Regions from separate parts of the Rattus norvegicus genome. Here region 1 is linked to region 2. The links are chromatin contacts, called in public Hi-C maps. All regions are on one chromosome and are shown on one strand. The core of a region is the stretch at or near the end of the contact, and the rest is flanking DNA. Distances in the headings are between cores, read along the strand shown. Region 1 overlaps Prkg1 (protein kinase cGMP-dependent 1). Region 2 overlaps Prkg1 (protein kinase cGMP-dependent 1).

Region 1 (4,580 bases), core at 1,578-4,077, 750 kb after region 2:
CCTTTGTAGAAAACTGGCAGCCTAGAGAATAGTATAAAGACCAGAAATGGATATTACCAATGTTGGATTTAATCCCTTCTCCCTAATCACTGCACCCTGGCCAGTTCCCACACTCCAACTTTCAAACTCTAGTTCTCTAGCAACTAGAATTAGACATGGTTTACTTACCAAACTGAGACACTGTAACAGGAGATCTTTGTAAGATGTTTCTTCAGTAAGCTGCTTTCAATTTAAGTTACGATTTTCTGAATTGAAACTGTGACACACACCTGATCTAGTAAAGATCAGTTGATCTTTCTGATTATTTTCCAACAAGAACTGTACCTAAACCCTAGCTCTGTACTGGTTCCCAGTTTCCACAGGAAGATGGCAGCAATGTGGTGTAGTTCACAGAGCTTTGAGTCCATTCTGTGCCTTGGAGTGTGTTCTATGCCTTAAAATATGTTCTATGCCTTAGTGTGTGTTTTATTTCTGGGATTCTGTTCTATGTCTTGGAGTATATTCTACGTCTGGGAGTGTGTTCTGTTTTAGAGTGTGTTCTATGTCTTGGAGTCTCTTTGGTTCTAAGACCTTTGGTTTCAATCCTGACATGAACAAACTGAAAAATATTTCTTGGCTCTGTCACTGGTAGTGGGTACATTCCTAACAGAGTAGCAACAGCTTAGAAGTTATAGTATGTCTTAAAACAGAATTGAAAAGTATGCATGTAAAAGTCTTTCGCTGGGAAAAATACAATAAAAGTCAGAAGATTAAACTGTAACGAAATAAATGAAGACATTTCTTGCTTCTTGTCTAAGTTTCAAATATATCCCAATATAAACTATCACTGGACTTTTGTTGCAGGCAAATGATTTACCCTCTCATCGGTGCATTTACTACCCACGCTTGGTGGTTACACACACCAGCAAATATGAATACAGAAATGCTCTGAACTCATAGTCTATTGAAAGACATGCAGAAAATGGGCAATCTTACAATGCAGCCTATGAGAAGTCACGAGACATGAGAGGGGCTCATCTGGGCACATAGAGGAGAATTAGGAAAGATTTACCACAGGAAGGTTGACTAGAGACAAAAGTCAAACCTAAGCTATACTTTCAAGATATATATATATATATATATATATATATATATATATATATATATATATGTGTGTGTGTGTGTGTGTGTGTGTGTGTGTGTGTGTGTGTGTGTGTGTGTTGTAGGAAGGGCCATTGTATAAGCAAATCCATCCATAGAGAAAAGTGTGACCACATTCAGGAATGGCTTCTGACCTGTTCTCTTTTGTTTAACTCGCTGAGTCAGATGGTACATTTGCTAGTAATTTGAGCTGTCAGTAACAGAAATTCAGGTATCATCCCATCAGCCCGCTCTATTCCATGGATACATAAAGTCATAAAATCACCATAGGAGAGCCAAGCACATTCCCCATCTCAGTGTGGCTCATGGCAATGGTCTTCTTCATAGGGACCTTGACACATACATATGTAAAAGCCATCTATGTCTCTGAAAAAGGAAAGAAACCAAAAGAAAGCCCAGTTACAGCTGCATTTCCAGGCTGGATTCACTAGGACCTTGCTCTGTCCTCACCTGTTTCTCGTTTGTAGATTGTGACTAAGGACAATACATGTCTTTTCTATCAGCAGCAAGGCAGCCATGTGGTGAGGGATAGAGAGATATTCTCCCTATAAACATTGTTCTGTTGAATATGATTTTACCAAAGGAATAAGGCAAATGTACACTAGAAAGCAGGGGGCAGAAAGGTTACAGAGCACTGGAATTCTTTTCCAGGAGATGTAGAGGAAGGTGAGGGGACACAAGAATAATGTACACACAGAAGCAAGAGGAGGAAGCCGCTCAAATACTCAGGAGGAGAAACTGTAGCAGGGAGTCACGGGAGGACCAAACAGCAGGTCACTTTTTATCTTCCTGTCACTTTCAGGAAATGCCAAAAAGTAAAAATAAAAGATGCAACAACAGTTTTTTTCCGTGCACTAAGCCAGAGCAGCTATACAACAGGAAACTCTTCTTAATGCTTACAGAGTCCAATGGCTCATTAGAAATAATACAACTGTGTAAGAAAGCAGAGGTGGGATGAATTTCACCCATCCTAAGGGAAGTACGTCACCAAGAATTTCCAAAGCAAGAGAGAGAGAGAGAGAGAGAGAGAGAGAGAGAGAGAGAGAGAGAGAGAGAGAGAAACTTTGTTGTGTTTGTTTTAGATTACAAAAAACTCCTGTTCATTTTTCATTTCCTTTCTCAGTCCACGTATAAGAAAAGTACACAGAGCGTCACTTATATGACCCAGGGGGAAAGATCGCCCAGCTAGCCACAAGCTTAAATGTGGTACTGTGCACCAGCAAGAAACCAGGGAAAGACAATACTCAAAACAGATCCTTCCCTCTAAGAGCTAAGACTAGTTAGAAAAGAATTCTCCAAAGTCTATTTTGCAAATATAAGGAAACTCGCATCATCCTGATTATCCTTGAAGAAAGTATTGCTTTACAACTGGGGGACCAGGGGAATTTAAAGGATTTTTTTACCAAAAAAAGAAAAAAAAAGTAAAACTTGTTGTTAACGGAAGTAGCATTGATTTTGACTCAACGTATTCCTATAATACTAACCATGGGACTTGCTCGAAGTGTTCTTCATTTATTTAATTTTTTTTCCTTAAAGCACTGCCACATCTCCTGCTGTGCCCCTTGGTTGCCTAGAAAATTTCATTCGGGCTTCACATTTTCTCTTGGCCGTTAGTCAGAAAACAGTCCGGATACGGCTCTGTCATAAATCACCATGGGCCTCACAAGACAGCATTACGCTTTCAGGAAATGCCAAAAGAAGTAAAAATAAAAGGCGCAACAACCCTTTTTCCATTCACCAAGCCAGCAGCAGCTACTTCAACACCAGCAGCTTCTACAGATCTGAAGGGAGATGAAAACCTAAGAAGAAAGGTTCGCTTGCCTCTCTCAGCCCGTGAATGTGACTGTGGACAAAAGTCAGGCACCAAATTTAGAGTTACCCATAGTTTTCCCAGAATGAATTGAATACGGCATTGAAGCAGCATCCCATCCCGTTAAGTTGATTCAGTATTTTACAAAGTTATAAATCTCTGTGTATGTGTTTGCGAGTATGCACACATATGTAGAGGTCTACATGCATACACACTGGTACATGCATGTGGAGGCCAGAGGTTGATGTTAGATGTTTTCCTTTATTACCTTTTACATTATTCCTTTTCTTTTGAGACGGTCTCTCACTGAACATGGAACTATCTGATTCAGAGAGCCTAGCCAGCCAGCAACCCCCGACATATGCATCTTTCCCTGCTTCCTCGGCACCACGATGGCTGGTGCATGGCCCCAGAGCCCGGCTTTCGTGTGGCTTCTGGGGAATCACACGCAGATCTGCATGCTTGCAGAGAATGTGTTTGGCTGACTGAGTCACACCACCCCTGGCAACAGTGTTTGCATTTTTCGAAGAAAATGCTGACACGTGCTTTCTTCAGTGCGGTAATTCTACTCTGGGAAAGCACTAAGAGGTCACCACTTAGACAAACCCAGTCGCTGTCCTCTCTCCCTCCCTGGCTCTCTGGATCCAATTACACTACAAGACTCTTCAGCTCTGCTTCTGAGATATCCCTCCTCATTCCATACCCAGCACCACTGTGGAATGTCACTTTTTCTCATCTCTCTGTTAAGCTTCCTGTGCCCTTTCAGCTTTTATTTCCCACCACCAATATGCCTTCTTTGTAGCAAGTCTGTTATCAGCTGAAGTAGTTTCAACAGAAATAAGGCATTGCTTGGAAACAGGCACTGGCCTTCGAGTTTAGAATAAGCACTTTGCTTCCAAGGCATACCATAATATGGTATGATGATAACTCTCCATTTTCCCCTACATAACATGGGTTAGTTGTAATCCTCAAACAAACCTTGAATTGTTTTGTTTCAAAGATTTTTCTGTCCCTTCTATAATGCAACTGAAGGACTTTTCTGGAAAGCCCCAAGCACTACTGTCATATCTCTTTCAAAAATGCATGATGCCCCCTTTTAATTTATAAGCTGATCCACGTATCTGATCAATTATGCCTTCTTTGAAAAGACCGTATGTCTTCTAAGTCTAGGCAAACTGCAGGAAAAGTGATTCTGTTGAGAATGCTCTGACCACTGTCTGTTTCTGTAGTAGATATGGTTTTCTGGAGAAAGAGCATGAAACAGTGATTGTGCAGTCTCAGAGGAAACCTGTAGGAGGGTAAGGGAAAGAACTCCACAACAGCAGAGGGAGTCAGACACAGAGGCTCCTCCAAGAGAATCTGTCCAGAGCCGACTGCTATGTCAGGAAATAGATTAGTCTCTAGGGTATATGCTATCCTACAGAGATTTCCCCCACTCCCCCTCCCTCCCTCCCTCCCTCCCAGTTAATTTGCCATCAGCCACTATGCAAGAGACACAAAATTTCCCAAGCCTTTCTGGACTCTGCATCTTTAATCAGTCAGAGATAGCACGTGAGAAGGGACTGCAATTACAATTTATAAACAAATAGTATCCACTGAGGTCCTATTTGAGAGCTGGGGAATGGGGACG
Region 2 (4,609 bases), core at 273-2,772:
AATCAAAATACTAGTCATTGTAAGAGAAAATCAAGAGGGTCAAAGCCAGAAGATAAAATTTTAAAATGTGCATGACACAGAAGCCAAGGTTCAACTCATGTGATTAGAAGAAGCACTGGGCAAGGAATCTAGGAGATAATTTTGGCTTTCTACGACAGACCCCACAGATCCAGTGTTCTGCTGGTTTAGTGGGATGTCCACCTGGACTTTAAATAGACAAAGTGGTGTTAGTACAGCCAGCCTTCCAATGGAGCCTGGTGTGCTGTCCTCTGGGAGGCTCTGCCTGCACTGGACTAAGGCAGATACAGATACTCACAGCCAACCACTGGACTGACCCTGGGGACCCCAACAGAAGAGCTAGAAGGACTGAAGGGTCTGAAGGGGATTGGAAACCCATAGGAAGAACAACAATAGCAACTAACCGGATCCCTCAGAGCTCCCAGGGACTAAACCACCAGCCATAGAGTATAGACATAAGCCAGTCCATGACTCCAGCTACACATGTAGCAGAGGACTGCCTCATCTGGCATCAGTGTGGGGGAGGCACTTAGTCCTGTGGAAACTTGATGCCCTAGAGAAGGGGGACGCTAGAGGGGTGAGTCGGGAGTGGGATGGGGGAGCACCCTCTTAGAGGAAAAGGGTAGGGGAAAGGATGGGGGATTAGTGGAGGGGAGACCGGGAAGGGGGATACAATTTGAAATGTAAACAAATAAAATGATTAATGAAAAAAAAAAAAAGAACCACCTCAAACACCAACAGCAGAGTCAGGGGAAAGTGAGTAAAAGTCACCAGTAATAACACTGTCCCATAAAAACTGGGGAAGTTCAGAAGGTGGGAAGGAATCTGACTTAACTATGATTTTCATAGTAGCATTTTTTCAAACAGTGGAGAAGGAAGTCACATCTATTTTCCTATTTTACTTCAATGTCTAGAGTAAGTATATTTCTGTGAAGGTCACATGGGTACCATTGAGAGGAGAAGTCCTAGTATTTGTTAAGCCTACTAATTTAACTGAAACCTAATCCCTCCAGCCCGGCATGGACGCACAAGCGTACAATCCCACTGAGAGTGGCCAGGACCGACAGTATGGTGACAAGCATAAGGTCAAAGCCTTTTGGGGCTTCAGTGGGAGACTCTGTATTAAAAAGAAATAAAAGAAAGAAGAAAGAAAGAAAGATCCAAACCTTCCAATTAGTCCTCCAGCCATTTATCATACTGTACTTGGTATTTAACCTGTTCTTCCATGAAAACTGCATTCTTGTTTAGAGGGTTCTACTATTTAAGGAAAGGGAAAACCATGTCCACTGTTCTCATAAAACTAACTTTTAAAAGTTACATCTTCGCAGCCAGCCCTTGGCTATAGCCCTGTGGCTCCGCAAAGGCTCCGAGAGATCATGTTACAAACGTCCCGGCCCTTCAGCTCGCCTGTGTGTAAAGCAGCAGTCACGTGAGACGGTTCCACTTGCATCCGAGTAGATGAGAGGAGCCCAATGCTTAGAATCCCTAAGCAATCTCACGGCCCTCACACCACCCCCCTCCTTCTTGGCAGAGCTATGAACTAGGGAAGTCGGATATCCTGCCTCCTAGATCCTATTTGGGTCGCTACTAAATGACAAAATTGAGCATCTCTGCATACGACACATGATTTATTTCCTATTTTAGTCGGATCACAGACAATCTGCTTTCTAAACAGCTGCCTGCAAAACTCCAAGGAGATTTAAGAGGATACTGTACCAACGGAGCAGATTGTTTTTGCTTCGTTTTACCAATAGGTGGCACTGCAGACAACAATACAGCCTGAGTAAGTAAGTTCGTGACATACATTTAGAAATACAGACAATGGCCTGCCTCTCTCTCTCTCTCTCTCTCTCTCTCTCTCTCTCTCTCTCTCTCTCTCTCTCTCTCTCTCTCCCTCCCTCCCTCCCTCCCTCCCTCCCTCCCTCCCTCCCTCCTCTCTCCCTTTCTTCCTTCCATCCTTCCTTCCTTTCTTTCCTTCTTTATCTCTTTCTATTTCTTTCCTTTTTTTGGTAGGGGAAGAAGAGAAAAATATCCTATAGTAGCATTTGTATAGCTATGAGGCTGGTTTAGAGCTGCAAGTGTAGACTCGTTTCTACCTCCTCTTCATACATTCCTTCCCCAACAACTGTCTGTCTAGTCATTTGACCTCATTTTCCATCTGTTAAGTAAGAAGGGTTGGAGTAGTTCAGAGGTAATTGTGTTTGCCTGGCATGGTGGCTCACACCTGTAATCCAGCTCTTAAGGGGCTAAGGCATGAGGGCTGTCACAAGTTTGAGGCCAGCCTGGGATATAAGGAGTTCCAGGTCAGCCTGGGCTACACGGTGAGATCCCAGTTTCAAGACAGGTACAACACATAGTCCCTCCCCCAATTAAATAAACGCAGTGAAAATGCAGGAGCTCACTGGATCAGGAAGCTTATTTGAACAGATCTAGAGGTTCCTGAGAACACTAAAGACACCATTAGGTGTTGATTAAGAATTATTCCATTTTAACGTTTTCGTTTATTTATATAGTCAGTTTTACCCATTTTAAAAATAGAGGGCTGGAGAGATGGCTCAGCAGTTAAGAGCACTGACTGCTCTTCCAGAGGTCCTGAGTTCAAATCCCAGCAACCACATGGTGGCTCACAACCATCTGTAATGAGATCTGATGCCCTCTTCTGGTGTGTCTGAGGACATGGACAGTGTACTCATGTACATTAAATAAGTAAATCTTAAAAAAAAAAATAGAGCCAGGCTGAGCCAGGCAATGGCTCAGCAGATAAAAGCTCTGACCACACAAGTTTGACAACCTGAGTTCAAATCCTGTAACCTACGTGATAATACACACACATACACATGATGGTGGTAATGATAATAATAATAGTAAGATTAGTAAGTAGCTAATTAAAGCAAGAGTCTTCAGTGATTCTTAATGATTCTTAGTCTGATTAGATCTTGTCTAAAAGCTAGCTAATGTCACACTAAGAGATTTTGAACCCAAATAAAAGGAAATTCACACATGCATTTGTAACCATATGGAAACATTAATGTGTATAATCTTATGTTCTTTAGTCACCAAAAGGTCTGTTTAAACCTAATATGAAACATAGATATTACTCCCTTTGCACTGAGACACTTTAGAAACACGGTCTTAGGTAGTAGGGCCTAAGGTAGGAGGGCCTGAAGGTAGGAATGCTGGACTCACTGGTTATACTTCATCTACTTAAAGTTTAACAGCACGCCAGTCATCGAATATAGCCAAACTTTCAGTCCCATTCCTAAACTTTTAGTCCCTGTGATTGCTCCATCCAGATCTCACTCAGCAGTCTGAATAGAATCAAGAGGAGCTGGGAGTGGCCAGAGGAATGTACTGAAGTACAAGAGGAAACCAGACTAAGGTCCACTCCGTGGCAGAGTGCGTGACTAACATGTGAAAGGCTCTGGGTCCTGTCCCTAGCACTGCAAGGGAAAGGAGCCAAAAAGAAAGAATTTGAACCATATTTACTTTTCCAGTTCTGTGCACTGACTAGTACCATGAACATGCTCTTCTTCCTTCTGTGGTAATAAAACATGCTGGATGACAGACACACTAACGGTACCACAGACAGGCTATGCCCCTGCCTGTCTGGTAAGAAGGCAGCTCTGCCAATCTCATCTGAAGTCTTCTCCAGATCTCTCAAGGCTGGTGACAGGTTTCATGCTGATTATCCCCCATGACTGATGGCTATTCTTGGTTGTCAATTCCAGACTCCATCTGGAATGAACTAAAAGTCCAAAGAGCTCAGCACATCTGTGAGGGATTTTCCTTGATTGGACCATTTGAAGGCAGAAGACCCACCCTAAATCTGGGCCACATCTTCTCATGGCAGCCTGGATAGAGAAAATGGAAGAAGCAGCTTTTGCTTCATTACCTCCTTCCCTCATTCACACTGGCAAATTCATTTGTTCTGCTGCTGAAGCATTTCTTCAGTGGAACAAGTAGAGTCTATGTCTCCCAGCAGAGACATCTGGCCTCCTAGACCAAACAAATATTGGATTCTTGGACTTTCTACTGGGAGATGGCAATCGGTGGATTAAGCTTGTGTAACCCAGCTACTCTAATAACTCCCATATATATGGGATACATTATATCCATATAGATTTTTCTATCACTTGATCAGTTCTGTTCCTCTAGAGAGACTTGGCTAATCCCTCCATTACTCACCCACGTACATGTTTCCCACCCTGTGCTGAGTGTGCTCTGTGAAACAGGCAACAACACTCCTTTTTGTTAATTACTGAAAGGCACCTGGAGTAAATTATGCTCATAATTAGCCCATCTGGGCTTGAACCTTTGCAGTCTTGTGTAATCAAGTGATTTTTGTACACAGTAACACCTTTCGAACCCTGTTTGTTCACTACTGAGAAAAAGATGCCACGGGGCACAAGGTAAGGACATAAGTGTTTGGGACGTGGAAAGGAGTCCTCATTTAGGATGATTGATATCATTCATCTGGGGAAATATGGGGTTCATTAAAAGGCCCAGGTACTCTCTTCGTAGCTCTGACATTTGGGGCTCTGTTGATCGTGATTAGAATGGCAGCCATTGAGAATGTTGGGCAAATAGCTTT

The links. Hi-C and Micro-C count contacts between places; a contact is called where the count stands out from the background.
Region 1: a Hi-C map of the A7r5 cell line shows a contact between it and region 2, with 4 times the contacts expected there. The contact joins two enhancer-like sites. A contact is called at or near these places in 2 of 12 Hi-C or Micro-C datasets (the A7r5 cell line and the Rat2 cell line).

Annotation. Positions count from the first base shown.
Region 1 is chr1:238,831,539-238,836,118 of GRCr8, forward strand. All of the region lies in intron 2 of Prkg1 (protein kinase cGMP-dependent 1), which reads right to left. Among named protein-coding and RNA genes, the nearest start is that of Prkg1, 220 kb to the right of the region's middle. Within about 2 kb of position 2,828, at least 13 of the 93 cell types and tissues checked have an H3K27ac peak or open chromatin away from gene starts, as enhancers often do. A contact at or near this core is called in the A7r5 cell line, where this site is marked.
Region 2 is chr1:238,085,054-238,089,662 of GRCr8, forward strand. The region is part of intron 5 of Prkg1 (protein kinase cGMP-dependent 1); the gene reads right to left. Among named protein-coding and RNA genes, the nearest start is that of Cstf2t, 280 kb to the right of the region's middle. Within about 2 kb of position 1,523, at least 15 of the 93 cell types and tissues checked have an H3K27ac peak or open chromatin away from gene starts, as enhancers often do. A contact at or near this core is called in the A7r5 cell line, where this site is marked.